Regions from separate parts of the Zea mays genome. Here region 2 is linked to region 1. Evidence: chromatin contacts called from public Hi-C data. All regions are on one chromosome and are shown on one strand. The core of a region is the stretch at or near the end of the contact, and the rest is flanking DNA. Distances in the headings are between cores, read along the strand shown. Region 1 holds the start of LOC100383254 (U2 small nuclear ribonucleoprotein B''). Region 2 holds the start of LOC107648854 (putative pectinesterase/pectinesterase inhibitor 58).

Region 1 (2,860 bases), core at 331-2,830:
TCCAGGAACGCCGCATGCATGGCCCCGGGGCTGGCCGCTGCTTTGGCAATGGCGACTGTCCGATCTTGCGCGCATTGTTTGTTTCAGCAACGCCCATGTCTGATGGTGATGATGTGATGCGATCATGTGAAGCTCAGCGGTAAATTTGGTTAATTTTAAACTTACAGCCCGCCGGCGGACCCACCACCAGTCACACCCCCGCTGTCGTTTTCCTGTAAGCGCGGAAGTGGCGCTGTCATGGCGATGAGCACACTTTGGGGCTCCAGATTATTAACGTAACGGCCCCGACGGCTAAAGCTACTAGTAACAAGATCAGGCAGAGCCACTGCTAGATTTTTATAAGTGCAATTAGCAGAGCAACTTGAGCGCTAGACTCCCAACTCCAAGCATGCGAGGTGGGCTGACGTGGTGGCCGCGCCCGCGCTACATGGTCAGCCAGACACCAACCACACAGTGACACAGATATATAGCGCCTCTCTAGAGTAGAGCAGGAGGCGGCCATTTTAATTATGATGTACATCAGTACATGTACTCCTATTCATGTACGTACCACGTACGTTGTAAAAAGATTTGACTCGTGCTAACCGTCGTTCTGCGAGCTAAAGACCAGCCTTCTCCCTCCCTCCATGAAAGCAAAGATTGAGAGCTTCAAACCTCTAAAAGGAGGACGACTTTGTGGTCCTCGGTTTTTACACACCTGTAGCTATTTTTCTTCGGTTCTTTGACTTGGCAAAAAGTAGACGAACGCAAAGAAAGAGCGCGTCTGGCAAAACACCAAGTCTAAAAGAAAATGAGGGCAGGAGGATGGACAAACTAGTAGCAGTAGCCGAAATAAAAGTCAAAACTTCGTATCGTAACTCGTGATGGATTGATTTCAAATCAAACGCGAGAGTTTCGGATTGCTCAAGAATCTATCGATGTACTACTACACTGCGTTTGATTGCTTCGTTCAGTACGCAGCAACCGGGTTGGTCCACGGACTGTTTCGAGAACCAGGACGCTATTCGGCCCACAACCTCCACACAGGCCAGCCATAGTGCGACAGCCCAAATACACCGCCTCGGGCTGGAGTGGGCCCTAAACAAGACAACTCACCGGAGAAGACAAAAGGTAGCCGTGATAAGTAGTAGGTCATTTTCATGTCCCTACCCTAGTATAATTTACTTGAATTTAGGACAAATTCGTTCGGATAGTAAAAATCAAGAGCGAATAAGTCGAGCAAGTAAAAAACAAACATAAGATATTATATAGACAAATATCAGGATACTTATGAATTGTTCCTTCCACTATAATATGTTCAACCTGTATACCAGGATTCAGAATCTGTTTTTTTTAATCCATATCTATATTGACATTTTTAGGTACCGATGACTGTCTAGATACGAGGTTGGTTCCTGATGACTGTTTAAATACCCGTATTCGCATACGAGACTCGAGAGATCGTTTTTTTTCTCTACCCGTATCCTATACCCGATGTGGGGTACCCGACCCTGTGTTCACCCATACTCATAGACAAAGGAAAAAACCAACACACTCTCGCTTGCGGCAAGAATTTTCCGGCCCGAAACCGAAAGCACCCGCACCAATCTCTGCGTCTCTTCGTCTTCGGCTGCGCGGCGGCGGCAGCAGCGGAGGAGGTTGAGGAGATGCTGTCCGGCGACATCCCCCCGAGCCAGACCATCTACCTCAACAACCTCAACGAGAAGGTCAAGAAAGAAGGTACCGCTCTCATCGGCCTCCACACACCGACACTTCACTCGTCCGTCAGGGTAGTGACATCCTAAAACCCTAGGTTCCCGATCTGGGGATTTGCTCGGCGTCGCGTCGCTCTAGGGTCTGGTTAGCTCCCTCGTGTGCACTATACATATAGATACACAAATGTTGAATGTTTTGGAATTTTGGCTGCAGCACAGTTCCAAATTCATAGGCTTCGAGCTCCTTTTTATACTTCAACTATGTCTCGCTGGGCCATGTCTGCTTTCGACATCAGGGAGAACTCTTGCTATATCTGTATACCAGAAATCCAGTGGCATATTTAAGTGCGTTTTGATCCACGGACTCGGGAGAAATTCGTTAAGTTCTTGCCTTCTTACACAGAACAGGAACATTGTGCATCTGCCGTGATGGCCTGGCGACGACCCAGCTCAAAAGGCTAGGGGCGTAGACGCTTAGTGTTGATTGTACTGGGAGTCACTCATATGTGTGGACGACTAATATCTTTGCCCAGTGACCAAAACCTCCTAAATGTGTTCATGAATGCTATATCTTGTTTTTTCTTTAATCAACACGAACCAACATTTTGTTCATTGCTGAAATGCATGATTATCTTATGTGCAGAGTTGAAGAGATCACTTTATGCCTTGTGTTCACAGTATGGAAGGATACTGGATGTGGTGGCCCTGAAAACACAAAAACTGAGAGGGCAAGCATGGGTGGCGTTTAGCGAAATTACAGCTGCTACCAATGCTTTCCGTGGTTTGCAAGATTTCGATTTCTACAGCAAAAAAATGGTATTGCACCTTTATTTTATTTGATAATATTCCTGAGTCTTTTATCTTTTGTCTTTTATTTTCATGTCATGAGTTGAGATGCATTATAGATATGTTGTTCCTGGTCATTTGGTTTGTATGTTTGTGTACAGCAATATTCTACTTTGAGTAATGAGTCAAACATTATTGTATGGTAGGCCTGCAAAAGTCTATGTTTGTAATTTGCTCTGTAATTTATTGTTCAGTTGAGCATCTGTGTTGTTGAGACATCTAGTACCTCATAATAACTTGCCACTGCTGAAACAGAAAAGGCTTACCTTTCTCAATACTTTTATTGAATGTTGAGTTCCATAGAGTGATGGGATAGGCAC
Region 2 (2,990 bases), core at 341-2,840, 680 kb before region 1:
CGTGGCCTTGTCAGCCATGGCTCAGAGTACTTACCCCTGTCATCATTAGTAATGACGTTGGGATTGGCAACTTGCGTCCGCGTCGAAATCGGCGGGGCCGCGTTCTGGACTCCTCCCGGATCTGCTGTGCGTACGAACGAAAGCGAAAACAGCGCTGTGGTGCTGGGATTTGTTGCTTGATCTCCTGCCATCCATCAGCCGCCCGCTTGAGCCGGAGCAAATGCATGCGTCGCCGGTCGAGTAGCTCTCTAGTTGTGTCCCGGGACTCCGTGGACCACGGAAACGTCTCAACTCCCAACCAGAGCGGAATGCGTTCTTGGTCCCCCCTCTCTCTCCCTGCTCGCTTCTGTGAAAGCGAAGGAACAGGCAGGGTTCCGCCATTCGTCTGGACTAGCTGCCTCATTTCGTTTTTTTTTTTGCTTTAATTGCTTATTCTGTCAGTGCTGCAACATGGGCACAAGTGCCGAGAACGCGATCTCATGCTTTGTTCATTTTTTTCATCTTTTGATTGAGGCGTAGCGTTGTACAGCAATGCCTCCTTCCTGAAGTATCCATGCTTCAGAGAAAAATATCAGTTTCGGCTAGAACAGTACGGACCCGCTTAGGGTTTGAGGTTTATCCTATGTAATTACCCTCTTACCTTTGTATAATTGGACAGACACAGCTAACTCATGCTATTAATACAACATTTAATCCTGATAGTATTATTGTTTCCTACATGGTATAAGTAGGTTTTCCTTTCTCCTTCCCTCCCTAATCCGTAGCCGCCGCTGCACAACCGCATCCGCCGCACGCCCCCACTTTCTTTCCTGTCGTGGACGCCCCAGCCGCGGCCTCTCCTCCCTAAGTAGCGGCCGTCTCCTTACCCTGCGCCCCCCTCCTCTCCCCTGTAGCTGCGGCCGCCACCACCACCGAGGTGACTGTTGACAACCCTAGCTAGAAATACCCTGAGCACTAGTTAGGTTTTCCTTTGTTATCTGCGTCGTCGATGTACTCTTCTTTATCCCGAGCACCGATGTGCACCTGTGATCGGGAGAGCATGTCTCCGGAACCTGTTGCCTTCGAGATTCTGTACCAGGAGAAGAAAAATAAGTTTTTTGAGAAGCGTATTCACGCGACTACTCATGTTTTTCTCGCCATCGACCACGTTGACCCTGCTAGCTTCCACGTTGTCAATCAGTATGTTCGATCGGTACTCATCATCTGATTTAATCTTATAATTCAGTTTATCTATTATGATATAAGTGTGTTGCATTCTTATAATTAGCATGTTAGGTTACATATTAGGTAACAGACACCGAGATTATCTCTGTACAGCAGTGTTGCCTTCTTATTAGATCATTTCCGCTGAAAGGCCGAAACGCGCGAGCCTGGCAAAACTTTTTCTAGAAAAAAAAAATCGCAAACAATTTTTTTCCGAACAAACGCTACACCAGTGACCGCCGTCCGTCGTCGTTGCTTGGCTCTCCCTTTACTTCGGCTCCAACGCCAATGCACAACCGTCCCTCTTCGCCATGTCCCAGTTTTGACGCTGCCTATAGCGCAGTATAAAAATTCGTCTCGATGCTCTTGCTCGGTACTCCAATTCACACCAAAACATAGAGTGTCGACTTTTCTATTGGTGTGATTGGGGGCACTAAATACCTACCACATTGCACTCAGACTACATATACTGTGTTTGTGTGTTGTATGCCGTATGCGTGTGTGAGCTTGCGCAAATTGGACATCTAGGCCGTGCGTACCCTGCGATGAAAGGCGCCGTCATCGGCGCATCGACCGTCCTGGTCGTGGCGGTGGTGGCCACCATCTGCGTCGTTTCCTTCAAAGGCAGCGGCGATGGCGGGAGGGCCGAGGAGGGCGAGATGTCCACGTCGGTGAAGTCCATCAAGTCCTTCTGCCAGCCCGTGGACTACAGGGAGACGTGCGAGAAGGCGCTGGAGGCGGCGGCCGGGAACGCCACCAGCCCCACGGAGCTGGCCAAGGCCATCTTCAAGGTGACGTCCGACCGGATCGCGAAGGCCGTGCGCGAGTCCGCCCTGCTCAACGAGCTCAAGCACGACCGGCGCACGTCGGGCGCGCTCCACAACTGCGGAGAGCTGCTGGACTACGCCATCGACGACCTCCGGACGACGTTCGACAGGCTCGGCGGCTTCGAGATGACCAACTTCAAGAGCGCCGTGGACGACCTCCGGACGTGGCTGAGCTCCGCGCTCACGTACCAGGAGACGTGCCTGGACGGGTTCGAGAACACCACGACGCCCGCCGCGGGCAAGATGCGCAAGGCGCTCAACAGCTCGCAGGAGCTGACGGAGAACATCCTGGCGCTCGTGGACGAGTTCTCCGAGACGCTCGCCAATCTTGGCCTGCCGAGCTTCCACCGCCGGCTCCTCGCGGAGCACGCCCGCGGCGCGCCCTCGTGGATGCCCGACGCCAAGCGCCGGCTGCTGCTGGTCTCCCCCGGCGAGAAGGGCTTCAGGCCCGACGTGACGGTGGCCAAGGACGGCAGCGGCGACTTCAGGACCATCAACGCGGCGCTGGCCAAGGTGCCGCTGAAGAGCGCCACCACGTACGTCATGTACGTGAAGGCCGGCAAGTACAGGGAGTACGTGTCCGTGGCCCGGAACGTGACGAACCTGGTGATGGTCGGCGACGGCGCCACCAAGACGGTGATCACGGGCCACAAGAGCTTCATGATGAACATCACCACCAAGGACACGGCCACGATGGAGGCGATCGGGAACGGGTTCCTGATGCGCGGGATCGGCGTGAAGAACACGGCGGGAGCCAAGAACCACCAGGCGGTGGCGCTGCGGGTGCAGAGCGACATGTCGGCGTTCTACGAGTGCCGGTTCGACGGGTACCAGGACACGCTGTACACGCACACGAGCCGCCAGTACTACCGCGACTGCGTCATCACGGGCACCATCGACTTCATCTTCGGCAACGCGCAGGTGGTGTTCCAGAACTGCCTCATCCAGGTGCGCAAGTGC

Evidence for each region. A called contact is a pair of places that touch in the nucleus more often than the background predicts.
Region 2: a contact with region 1 is called in a Hi-C map of ear, with 4 times the contacts expected there. The contact joins the promoter of LOC107648854 here to the promoter of LOC100383254 in region 1. A contact is called at or near these places in 2 of 25 Hi-C or Micro-C datasets (ear and tassel).

Annotation. Positions count from the first base shown.
Region 1 is chr1:46,458,585-46,461,444 of Zm-B73-REFERENCE-NAM-5.0, reverse strand. LOC100383254 (U2 small nuclear ribonucleoprotein B'') reads left to right here and starts at 1,580. Exons shown (of 5, transcript NM_001175915.1): 1 at 1,580-1,719; 2 at 2,338-2,510. The coding sequence starts at 1,647.
Region 2 is chr1:47,134,828-47,137,817 of Zm-B73-REFERENCE-NAM-5.0, reverse strand. LOC107648854 (putative pectinesterase/pectinesterase inhibitor 58) reads left to right here and starts at 1,590. Exons shown (of 1, transcript NM_001323628.1): 1 at 1,590-2,990. The coding sequence starts at 1,749.